Linked DNA regions of Mus musculus: region 2 is linked to region 1. A link is a contact called in public HiChIP or PLAC-seq data. All regions are on one chromosome and are shown on one strand. Each heading gives the region's core, a stretch centred on a gene start, on an enhancer-like site or on the middle of the called end of the contact. The rest is flanking DNA. Distances are from core to core; before and after follow the strand shown.

Evidence for each region. HiChIP or PLAC-seq counts read pairs in DNA pulled down with a chosen protein or histone mark.
Region 2: a contact with region 1 is called in an H3K4me3 HiChIP or PLAC-seq map of intestinal villus epithelium, with 12 read pairs. The contact joins the promoter of Notch4 here to the promoter of Btnl4 in region 1. A contact is called at or near these places in 1 of 39 promoter capture datasets (macrophages), 1 of 15 datasets of contacts at CTCF or cohesin (the NIH/3T3 cell line), 2 of 484 Hi-C or Micro-C datasets (bone marrow-derived macrophages and liver), 4 of 115 datasets of contacts at active chromatin or transcription factors (cardiomyocytes, embryonic stem cells, intestinal crypt epithelium and 1 more) and 2 of 9 other capture datasets (adipose tissue and macrophages).

What each region holds. Positions count from the first base shown.
Region 1 is chr17:34,473,014-34,478,920 of GRCm38.p6, reverse strand. It overlaps Btnl4 (butyrophilin-like 4), which reads left to right and starts at 2,984. Exons shown (of 9, transcript NM_030746.1): 1 at 2,984-3,068; 2 at 4,567-4,917; 3 at 5,731-5,907. The coding sequence starts at 2,984.
Region 2 is chr17:34,561,020-34,566,926 of GRCm38.p6, reverse strand. Notch4 (notch 4) reads right to left here and starts at 2,632. Exons shown (of 30, transcript NM_010929.2): 1 at 2,418-2,632; 2 at 1,545-1,626; 3 at 1,159-1,454. The coding sequence starts at 2,481.

The DNA of each region.
Region 1 (5,907 bases), core at 1,735-4,234:
CTTCCTTCCTTCCTTCCTTCCTCTTTCCTTCCTTCCTCCCTCCCTCCCTCTCCCTCCCTCCCTCCCTCCCCCTCCCTCCCTCCCTCCCTCCCTCTCTCTCTCTCTCTCTCTCTCTCTTTCTTTCTTTCTCTTCCTTTCCTTCTTTCATTTCCCTTTTTCTTTTTTCTTTTTGAGTGAGGAGTTCACTACAGAGGTGGCCTGGACTGGATGCGTAGACCAGGCTGGGCTAAAACAGACAGAGATCCTGTGTTCCACCATTGCTGGTATTAAAGATGTGTGCTGTATCACTCAGGATCCAGAGTTTGAGACAGGGTTCACATAGCTCAGGCTGACCTTGAACTCACTATGTAGCTAAGGACAGCTTGAGTTCCTGATCCTCCTGCCTCTACCTTCTGAGAAGTTATGTTTCTGTTTACAGTTATGGTTAAGGTTAGTGTTGTTAGGGTTAGAGTTAGTGTTAGGGTTAGGGTGAGGGTTATGGCTAGTTTTAGGGTTATGGTGATGGTTGGTGTTAGGGTTGTTAGGATTTGTGTTAGGGTTAGCGTTAGGGGTAGAGTTCTTTGGGTTCAGGTTATGGTTATGGTTAGGATCATTACGGTTTGGGTTATTGATATGATTAGTGTACACAGTTTAGGTCCTTTTGTTTTGTTTTGTTTTGTTTTTGTTTTTGTAGTTGTTGTTGTTGTTTTTTTTTTTTTTGTGACAGGGTTTCTTTGTGTAGCCCTGGCTGTTCTTGAACTCTCTCTGTAGACCAGGCTGTCCTCGAACTCAGAAACCCGCCTGCCTCTGCCTCTGGACAGCTGGGTAAAGGCATGTGCTGCCACTGCCCGGCCCCAAGGTCATGTTTTTATACAAGCAATCATCTCTGGCTTCTTTATTAATTCCTATCGTCACTACAGCTGGCTTGACTTTGATGCCCCGTGTGAAGACACAATGCACATCCCATCCAGGTCTTCTCAGCGTCTTCTAAGGCTCTCTGACCTGCTCCTGGTCATTGCCTTCACCTGTCATCCCCTTTGGAAGCCATAGGCTGGGGACTCTGGAGGAGATAAAGTTTGTTTACATCCAGGCACCTGGAGTCCAAGGTCCCTGGCAGGTTCCTGCTTAATCTGTGATCTGGGTGCTGGGTTTGGGCTGGGCTGCACACAGGGCAGGGATTTTGGCAGAAACTACGTGTTTCAGGAAGACATACCTTCCCCTCATCTTAGTAGTTACTGGAGCTAGATCTAAGCTCATGACACCATCTCTGTTTGGAGATGTGACAGGAGTTGATATAACTCTGTTGTGTGCAGACATGAGCTGCTCCTGATGCTTAAAATGGATTCAATAAAGTTGTGTTGTCTTTTTTGTATCATCTTTTAGCATTCCATAAAGTGTAGGTCTGAGAAGTCCCTCCATTGGACAGGGTGTGTAGTGGTGGGATAGGGGTGTGGTTGGGGTGGTGAGGTGAACCTTCACCTCTTCCTGACAGAACATCACATTCAGAAGGAACATACGCCCAGGTCACATTACTGTAGCTTTCAGTTTCCGTGGCTGAAACTCTAATTGCTCTGTGGCTCAAAGGGCACTGCTTGAATAGGCAGTGACTCTGTTCCTGTTCCTGCCATCTTCTCTGCTGCTGTCTCTCTTGTCCTCATGGTGGACACTGTGCCTGCCCTGTCTCCACAGCTGCTGTCTCTGTAGTCATCGTGGTCTCTGGAGAGGCTGTGACAACTTGAGTCAGGCTGCACTTCTTGTCTGCTGCCCTAGAAACCATGATCCTGGACCTGAGGCAACCCAAGGCTGGCACTGAGGCGAGCAGAGCTTAGAGCTGTGAGAACCTCTTGGAGAGGGGATGAAGTGTGAGAAGAGGATTTGGGGTCTGCTGGGTCCCCTTGGCCCTGAGCTTCTCCTGATGAAGTCACAGCCTTTCAAAGCTGGGGGCAAAGAAAAGCAGGTAGGTGGGCACTAAAGGCAGCTGGGGCCTGCAGAAGGAGCAGAAAGGAGGTTATGCTGAGTGAGTTTCAGCAGGTCACCTCCCTGGTGTCTGAGCCTGAAGGCAGCTCAGAACTCCCTATATTTGTCCTTCTCAGGCCTTTGGCTCCCCCCCCCCCCCCCGTGGTTTGGGAAGAAAAGTGTTTTCTCCTTCTCTCTCTCTTCCCCCCCCCCCCCCCCACTCTCTTTGGCCTGGTAACTCAGGCCTGCCCTGAGCCCTCCCCTGCCCAACACCCAACTGCCCCAGTCAGCCTGCCTGCTCTGGCCTCTCTCCTGTTCTTTTCAATTGTGTGTACACTCAGCTTGGTCATTATCAACAGAGACTATGAGAGTAAACCTGTGCTGTGGGGCATGTGTGTGTGGCACCTGCTGAGTCTGGGTGTAACCTGGAACCATGGCGGGGCTGGTCTGGGACAGAAGCATACACAATCTCCAAAGCCAATAGCTAGGATAAGGCATTTGTGATGGGCCTGTCAGCATTCTTGGAGAACTGTGTGTCTCTGAAGATGCTGGTAAGGGGCTGGTCACAGTTGTGGAGCCATAGAATATCGGGTCCATTCTATTCCCAAGGAAGAGTCATAGGCTCCATGTCTTGGGGTCACAGGCACTTTGTGCATAACAGGGAGTTGTTGTCATGGTGTCTACACTGGCTTCTCCTCAAGGCTCTGAGAAAGGAAGGGCCTATAATTCGGAGTAGAGTTTGGCTGCCCCTGAGCTGGGGCTGAGGTGGGAAGGAAAGGAATAGCTTCCACGAAATGACTTGTGTGTCCCTAGCTGCCCAGTCTGCCCAGGGTTGAGAGGAGTCCAGGCCGGGCTGTTTGTCAGAGTTGGGTTGTGTGGAGCCTTCACCCTGTGAGCACTGATGTGTTTCAGTCCTGTGGGCTGATCTCCTGCCCTGAGCAATGCTGGCTCTGATGAGGGGTCCAAGATCTGGGTGGATCTGGCCTCTTACCTCCTGCCGCAGGGTGTTGATCTGCCTCTCCTGTTTTTCTCTTCAGTTCTGCTGGACATGGAAAATCACCGCAAGCCCTCTCTGCTCTTCCATGTCCCCTGTCTGTTTGTCCTTACACAGCTGCTTAGCTGGGTGACCACACGTGAGTCTGTCCTGGTCTGTCTTCCCATGTCTCCCTGCAGTGGGTTTGAGCTGCCAGGTTCTCTGTAGGTCAGATGTACAGGAGACCCATAGAAATCTGGCATACAAGATTTCATCTTTCCATTTACATTGTGTGACTAATAAAAATATCAGGTGACAATGTGTGCATCAGCCTTTGAGAGGCTGACACTGGAATATTGTAAGTCCTTGGCTAGCCTGAGCTCCATAACCAGACCCTACCTGGGGATCATAGTTGGGATAGCCTTGGACAGACAGTGTGCCTGGGGTGTGAGGAGCTGCAGAGGCCAGTGCTGCAATTACTCAGGGAGAGAGATGCAGGAGCTGTGTTGGGGAGGACTGAGTTGGGAGCAGGCCTGGGGGCTTGGTGATCCCTGGTGGGAAAAGCAGAGTCAGGACTGAGCCTTGAGCAGAGCAGAGACAGGATTTGACTCCATGTTAGGGTCATAGACGTGGGGTTGGGTGACAGCAGACAGGTGTCCTGGTCTCTCCAGTGGCAGCAGTGTGCTAGACACAAGTGGAGCAGTGCAGAGTGACAAGGAGCTCTTAGGGCCACAGTGCCTGTGTCAAAGTCCTCCAGTTTAGAGGGCCAAGGGTTCCCAGTGTGAGGCAGTCAATCTTCCTTCTTTATCAAAAAGTTATCGGGCACCTGGAATCAGGTGGCTTTTTTCAGAGAAGTATACTTTGGCTGTGTATGCTTTATTTAATGTGTTTGGGCATTTCCGCTGAATGTATGTCTGTGTAACATACACCTGTATTCTTTATGGCCACAGAATCCAGAAGGGAGTTATAAGTAGTCATGATCCATCCTGTAGGTGCTGGGAATTGAACCTGTATCCTCTAGAGGAATCTCCTGTATCTTAGTTGTTCTGCCATCTCTTCAGCCTCAGCTCTCTGTTTTAATATTCACATTATTCAGTGGATGAAGAAATTGGCTGATAACAGGATTAGGATTGGGTGTTGGAACTTCCCTGGGTCTTGTATGAGATCAGCCAGTTACACCCGTGTCTCCCAAGGTGTGGCCATATACTTGATTGTGTGAGCATCTGTAGTGATCTTTATAAATTTATGATCTTGAACCCACCCAAACATACTGAGGCTAGAGCTCTCAGTGAAGAGTCAGTTCCCTGAAATGCTCTGGTGACCAGGTACATGAAGGCTGGAGAAAGAATACACAAGGGATTCCTTCATGGAAGGGTCTGTGGTCAGGGACACAGGCAGAAGTGTGTTTTTGTTGTTGTTGTTGTTGTTTAGCTTTTGTTTTGTTTTGTTTTGTTTTACATCATTTATGGGGTGCACTGCTATGTCCAAAGGTTACTTGTACATTAGTGAATTAGTTTGTCATGCATGCCTAGTGCACAGTGCATAGAGCAACTCCATCTATCCCTTGCTTTCTGCTGGGATGATATTCCCCTTTAGAGTGTGTTCTCTGCATCCTCCTGTGTCTTTCCAGCCTCTCACTGCTACATCTGTGTCCACAGAGGAGTTCCGGGTCTTTGGTCCCTCAGACCCCATTGTGGCTGCACCAGGTGGGGAAGCCATCCTTCCCTGCTCCGTGTTTCCAGCCATGAATGTGGAGAACATGGAAGAGTTGAGGTGGTTCCGCAGCAGATTCTCAGAAGCAGTACTTTTCTATCGGGACCAAGAGGAGCAGAAGGAAGGGCAGATGCCTGGGTATTCACAGCGCACCTTGCTGGTGAAGGACCAGTTCCATCAAGGCACAGCTGCTGTGAGGATCCTAAATGTCCAGGCATCAGATAGTGGGATATACATCTGCCACTTCCAGCAAGGAGTGTTCTATGATGAGGCCATCTTGGAACTGAAGGTGGCAGGTTGGTTAACTGATCCCTGTTCTAAAAACCTTGGGTGACCTGTGTGTGGGAGGAAACTGAGGGCTCGTGTCACTCAGCCCCTTATTTTCTTTTATGTTTTGAGAGAAGTTCTCATGTTTGCCAGACTGTCCTTTAGCTTGCTGTGCAGTGCTGGGCTCACAGGGGTGCTCTCGTCTGTCATTTTTATCTCTACTCATTTCTAGTTTCCCATTTTGAGATGAGAAATGGGTAGTGAATTCCTACATACATAATTTAACTCAAATTCTATAGGTGGGTCCCCTAAAATGTGCTGTGTCTAGTTCTGTGGGTTAGGGATCCTGTGGGTGTTATGGAAATACCAGCGGTTGGAATGTATAGTTTAGAGGGGTCAGCAGGGAAGTCACTGAGTGTTAGTGAGCAGACAGTGAGAAATGGCGGTCAATACTAAAGGCAAGTGATGGAGGGGAGGAAGGAAGGATGCTCAAGGTCTGTCTTCCCTGAGAGGAGAGCTGGGTGTGGGCCTGCCATGAGGTTCACAAGTGTGTGATTAATGGACAGATGGAGTGCTGGTTCCCACCTCAGGCTCCTGTGTTCAACTTCCTTCAGCTTCCTCAGGATCTTGTGGTTGATATAGGAGTGGTCTGTTCCCCACAATGCGCTCTCCCTTTTTTCCTCTGTCAGGCAATAGGGGCCCAACCTTGTCCCAATGCAGGAATGCCTTTCCCCTCCAATTCCCATCTGTCATGTGAAAGGTTTCCATCTGTCACATGGTTGCTCACATGGGTCCCTCAACCTAAAGTGGGTTCTAGGGTGTTCACATCTGTTCTCCTGCAGCAATGGGCTCTGTCCCTGAAGTGCACATCAAAGGTCCAGAAGATGGTGGAGTGTGTGTTGTGTGCATGACCTCAGGGTGGTACCCGGAGCCTCAGGTGCATTGGAAAGACTCCAGAGGAGAGAATCTCACAGCATTCTCCTCAGAGACCCACACTAAAGATGCTGAAGGACTGTTCA
Region 2 (5,907 bases), core at 1,383-3,882, 88 kb before region 1:
AAACTTCTCCTCTTTCTCCTTTTTTGACGCAGGGTCTCTCTACATAGCCCTGGCTGTTCTGGATCTTGCTCTGTAGACAACACTACTCTCTAACTCACAGAGATGCTCCTGCCTCTGCCTCCTGAATGCTGGGATTTACTACACCGCCCAGCCTGACTTTGAGCTGCTGATCCTCCTGCATCTACTTCTTGAGTATGGGCGTGTGTTCCAGCCTCTGCAGCTGAATAATGCACCATTGCATCAAATGCTGGCATCCATGCATGCTGGGCTAACACTCTGCCAGCTCAGCTACCACCTCCAGCCCTGCTTTCTACTCTTTTGTTTCTCTCCTTCCATGGTATTGTGTGGATCCCACAATTGAACTCAGGTTGCCAGGGTTGGAAGCAGGTGCTACCTACGGAGCAGTCTTGCTGGCCCGACTGTCCCGTTCTTTACTTTTTTCCATTTTACAGATTTTTTTTACATGTTTACGAGTGTTTTGCATATGTCTGTATGTCTGTGCACCACATGTGTGCCCAACACCTGCAGTGGCCAGAAGGTATGTCTTTGAGGGAGTTTACAGATTGGGAAAATTGAAGTGGGGAAAGCTACTCTGAATGTGGGCAGCACTATTCCCGTATTGCTGTTCCGGACTTGCATAAAAAGCAAGCAAGCCGTGTACCAGCACTTATCTACGTCTGTGTGCTAGTTAGTTGTGTCTACCAATTTGCCACAACCCAGATCACCGGAGAAGAAAGCCTCAGTTGAGGAATTGCCTAGGTCAGGTTGCCCTGTGGGCTTGTCTTTGGGATCCTCTAGACTGATAATTGATGCAGAAGGGCTCAGCCCACTGTGGGCAGCACCATTCCCTATGCGTGGCATCATTCCCTAGGTGAGGGTCTCAAACTATGCATGGCAGGAGAACGCTAGATGAGACCAAGCAAGCAAGGGTGTTGCCGTTCTCTCTGCTCTTGACTGTAAATCTTGTATGATCTGGCAGCTTTGGGTTTCTGTTCAATATTAGGCTGTCACCTCTACCAGGACTTCCCTACCAGGATGCTGAACCCTCAGACCTTGAGCCTGGATAAAGCCTTCCTTCCTTCAGGCAGCTACTGCCATTGTGGGGAGTTGAGTCACAGCAACAAGAATGACTTACAGGCTCCTCCTGATTGTACTTACCTGTCCACCCAGGCTCGCAGGAGCACTGTGGGCGGCCTGAGGCCTGAACATAGCAGTGACCCCCGTTGGAACAGAAAGAAGGTGGACAGAGCTCTTCCAGATGGGTTTGGCATCGATCACCGGTGAAGCCAGAGGGGCAGGTGCAGGAGAAGTGAGGGGTCAGTGGAGAAGTAGGACTACGGGAGCTTGGGGGTGTGGGGAGCAGGGCTTGGCAGCTGCCACCATTCTTGCAGAGTTGGGTATCCCTGCAGGGGTCAGGAAACTGGCAAGTCTCACCCAGAAATCCAGGGGCACACCTAGGGGTAGAGGGACATTTCAGGCCAGTGATTCCCCCTCCTCCTCCCCGTCCTGTCTCCCCAGGTCCCGCTCCTATGATGCACACTCACTGGCAGATCCCTTGTCCCCGAGATAGCCTCAGGCAGGTGCCTCCGTTGGCACAGGGCTCTGGGGATCCTCCACACAGAAGCTCTGGAGAAGAGACTGGAAGATGAGATGGAGCCCAGGGTCCAAGGGTCTCCAGATGGCTTGCCCTTCCTCCACCAGGTCCTCCTTACAGGCCACTGACCAGCAGCTCAGCACTCCCCCACCCCATGTTACCCAGGTGCATGGTGCTCTATCATTCTCTCTCTCTCCTTCACACCCCAGTCCCAGTCTCCACAGGGTCCCCTTGTCCCAGCCTTGTCCCAGGCCTTCCATTCATAGCTTGTTATTCTTCCCACCCCTTTCCTGTTTATTCTCCAGTCTCCCAAGTTCAGCCCAGCTCCATCCCCCGGAAGCAGGGCAACAGGGCTTAGGAGGGAGCCAAGAGCGCTCCTGGGATGTGAATGGCTGAGACACCTAAGGGATTTCCTTCAGGAAAGGCCAGCAATGAGCCACTGGGGTTGGGGACATCTGGACAGAAAGGGAGCCGGTGGGCTCTTCTCTGTCTCCATCTCTTGCTTCTCACTCCTCTCTTCCCCATATCAGGCAGTCCATTTTTTCTCCTGTTTGTCTGTCTGTTCCTCTTACTTCAGAACCAGCTGGCTTCTCCCTGGGCATGGACACCCTCCTTCCCACCCAACAGCAGGCACCACCCCTAGCACCAGGCACAAACCTGGGTCTCCTGTAGCCCCGGAGTCAGTCAGCCCTCCCTGCAGGTTGTCCCCATTAGAGGGGACAGAATCTCCTCCCTCCAGTGTCCTTTCAGAGCCTGGGACTTGGCTTTCTTCCCTGACCTCACCAAGCATCTCCCCAAGAGAGATATGCCCCCACCCCCTCACCTCTGGTCAGGATGACAGGGAAATTGAGTGGCAAGAGCAGCAGCAGCAGCAACTGGGGCTGCATTCCAGAGCGCCTGCCCCTGGCCCGGATCTCCTCTCCCTCTTCAGGCAGGGACCCTCAGAGCCCTTGTGGCCAGGCAAGGCCACCTCCTCTGCCTCTACCGCCCTTCTTCCTCCTGAGCCTGCTGCACGCCTCAGTCTGAGCTGTTTCCTGAGTCACACAATGTCCTGGACACCCTACTGATGGGGGGTGGGGGGAGCGAGAGGTTGGTGTGTGTGTGAAGGAAGACAAGGGAGAGTAAGAGAGGGGCGTGGCTGGCCGGGAGGGGAGCTGGTTTGCTCTTAGGGCCCAGGGTGGGGGGTCAGCCAAATGGGGGAGTTCCTGTCATTTTAATGGTCAATACGGCTTCCTTTTCACAGGACTGGGAGTGGCAAGGGAATGCTACTGTGACCCAGGAAGGGCAGGTCTTAGACAGAGGTGTTGGGACAAGGGGAGGATTCTCAGTTTCTGGTGTGACACACCCTCTTTTCAAAGGAGCAGCAACGTGTCTTGAACTGAAACCGGTCACTTTGGCAAACCCAGGGGATCTTTAGACCTTTCCTTGGCTCTTTCTGGGGGTGTTAGTTTTTTTTTTTTTTTTTAAAGATTTATTTATTTATTTATTTATTTATTATATGTAAGTACACTGTAGCTGTCCTCAGACACTCCAGAAGAGAGAATCAGATCTTGTTACGGATGGTTGTGAGCCACCATGTGGTGGCTTGACCTTCGGAAGAGCAGTCGGGTGCTCTTACCCACTGAGCCATCTCACCAGCCCGGGGTGTTAGTTTTTTAAAAAGGTATTTTGAGACAAGATCTCACTGTGCGCAACATCCTGGCTGTGCGAATCGTCCTGGCTGGCCTGGAACCTGTGGGATCCTTCTGCAGCTGCCACCTGGGTGCTGAGGTTACAGGCACATGACTCCATGCCTGGCTTTTTCCTGGGGAGTGGACAGGACGCTGGGCCCTCCTCCGAGTGGAGACGGAACCCAGGCTTCCCGTGTTCTACACTGATACTTTACCACGAGTCTGGAGGCTTGGCCTTCCTTCAGAGAGGAATGTAAAATATTGTCATTACCAATAACAAAGGGACACTCTATTTCATCCACCTCTACCTCTCTCCTCCACAAAGGATGCTGGGGTACAGTCAAGATGTTAGTCAAGACATAAAATTTAAGTCATCTATAAAAAAAGACAACCATAAAGGGAATTCATTACCCCCAAAAGTTCATGCTACCTCCTTTTATCTTTATTAAAAGCAAGCAAGCAAACAAACAAACCCAACCAACCAACCAAATAAAAAACAAAAACACAAAAAAAACAAAAAAACCTCAACTTTGGACAAGGTCTCATTCTGTAGCCCAGGCTGGCCTGGAACTCACCAGGTAGTGGAGGCTAGCCTCAAACTCACGAGCATCCTGCCCCAGTCTCCTAAGTGCTGGGATTACAGTGTGTGCTATAATGCCCAGGGCTCACTCTCCCTGAGGACCCAGCACAGCTTTGGAGTCAGCCATTCTTGGAGCTCTGCAAGCTCTAGGTACGGCCCAGGGTGGAGGAGCTGTCTGCAGGAGCAGGTTGCTCAGCCTCGAGCAGTCCTGGAAGCTGCCTGCAGTAGGATCTGCCTGCTAGGAACACTGACAGTGTGCCCCCACCCCCACCAGGCTGGCCTTGAACTTGCTGTGTTGGTGAGGATGACCTTGAACTCCTGATGCTCCTGCTTCCATCTCCTAATTGCTAGGATTACTGCTGTGCACCGATGTCCCCTTTGTTTACACTGCATTGGAAATCAAACCCTGAGCTTCATGCACCCTGGGCCAGTCCTGGTTCACTGAGCCACTACACACACACACACACACACACACACACACACACACACATATGAATATATATATATTCATATATATGTGTGTGTATACATATATACTATTATATAATATATATATACTATATTATATATAATCATATAATATATATTATAATATATAATCATATTTAGCCTTATATTGGGAATTTAGTCAGCTATTTGGTTTTACAGATGGCTCTAAACTTTGAGACTGTCTGATGTTTGAGGTGTTTTGGGGGGATGTTTGGTATCAAACCTAGGGCCTCATATGTGATAAGCATGTGCCCCACTACAGAGCTAACTGCACCCCCCCCCCCCCATCACTCTTAACCGCTTGCCTAGGGCTCTACCATATAAGCCCTAGGTCACTTCAACTAGTTTCCTATTGAGACTTGTCAGAGAGGGCGTCCGTTTTCAACAGGATCAACTGTTTTGCAGGAACTAGAGCTTACACATCTGTGTGGTTGCCTGCTTTCTTAGGCTAACTGGGAGTAAACTCATGAGCCTACAGATGACCATGGAATGAAAACTTGGTCATTAAGCCTTGGCAGCATCCTCCAGCAGACAGTGCAGGACTTTCTATTCCAGTGAGTAATGTCTGCGTATGTCTTACTGTTGCCAGATCTCCAGTTCTTGCTCTTCATTCGACTTCTTGCCACAATGTCTCTTTGTTGCTTCAAAATTGCAGTTGTGCTGGTTAAGGCAGGAGGACTGGAATCTAAGGCCAGCCTGGGAAGACTTCATCTCAGAATAGTGTTTTTTTTTTTTTTTTTTTTTTTGTTTTGGTTTGGTTTGTTTTTTTTTTTGTTTTTTAATTAAACTGCGGACAACCCCACCCCATTTTGTTAATTAGGGTTAACATTGTTTCACATGTGTGACAGTTTTCGTGTCTCTTGTGCATTTCCTGTCTGTTCTTTCAGCCCATTGTCCTCAAGATGTGTCATTTTCCCATAGCAGGCCCTAGTTGAGGCAGCTGCGATCTGGGAATATCCTGTGTGAGCAGTCCCTGCTTTCCTGTGCCTGGTTTGCAGATCTGGGGCACCTGGTGTTGGCCGAGCAGCAAAGTGAAACCTGGAAGAGACACCTGGTTTCTGGAGGAACCACCAAAGCTCAGTGGGAAGAGACAGCTTCACATCACTTAGAAGGGAGGCTGGAGCTTGTGAGAAAGGAGAAATGGTAACGCAGACAGGGAAGTGGTGATGCAGAAGGGGAAGCAGGGGTGGGTGGGGGAAGGGCTGTGTGTGTGGCTGCGCAGGGCACTGCTCACTTTATCCTGCCGGAGGCGAGGCACCTGCTCAGGCTGCCTGTGCTGCTCTGGTCCCGGTAATCTCCCAGGGCTCAAAGTGGGCATCTCTCAGAGCGCTTCCTTCTCTTTCCAGCTTCCGAGATGGACACTGATCAGTTGCCTGGGGAACATGATCTCTGTAACGAGGTAGCGAGGTAGCGGGTGTAGTGAGGTACAACCCTCCCCAACCCTCCCCCCCCCCTTCCGCCTTACCCCTCAGACTTGGGCTTTCCTTTCATTGTATATCCCTGGAGAAGGATAACTGTGTCAATCGTTCATTCACACCTCAGCTGTAGGAACTTTCCACATAAGGAAGGACAGC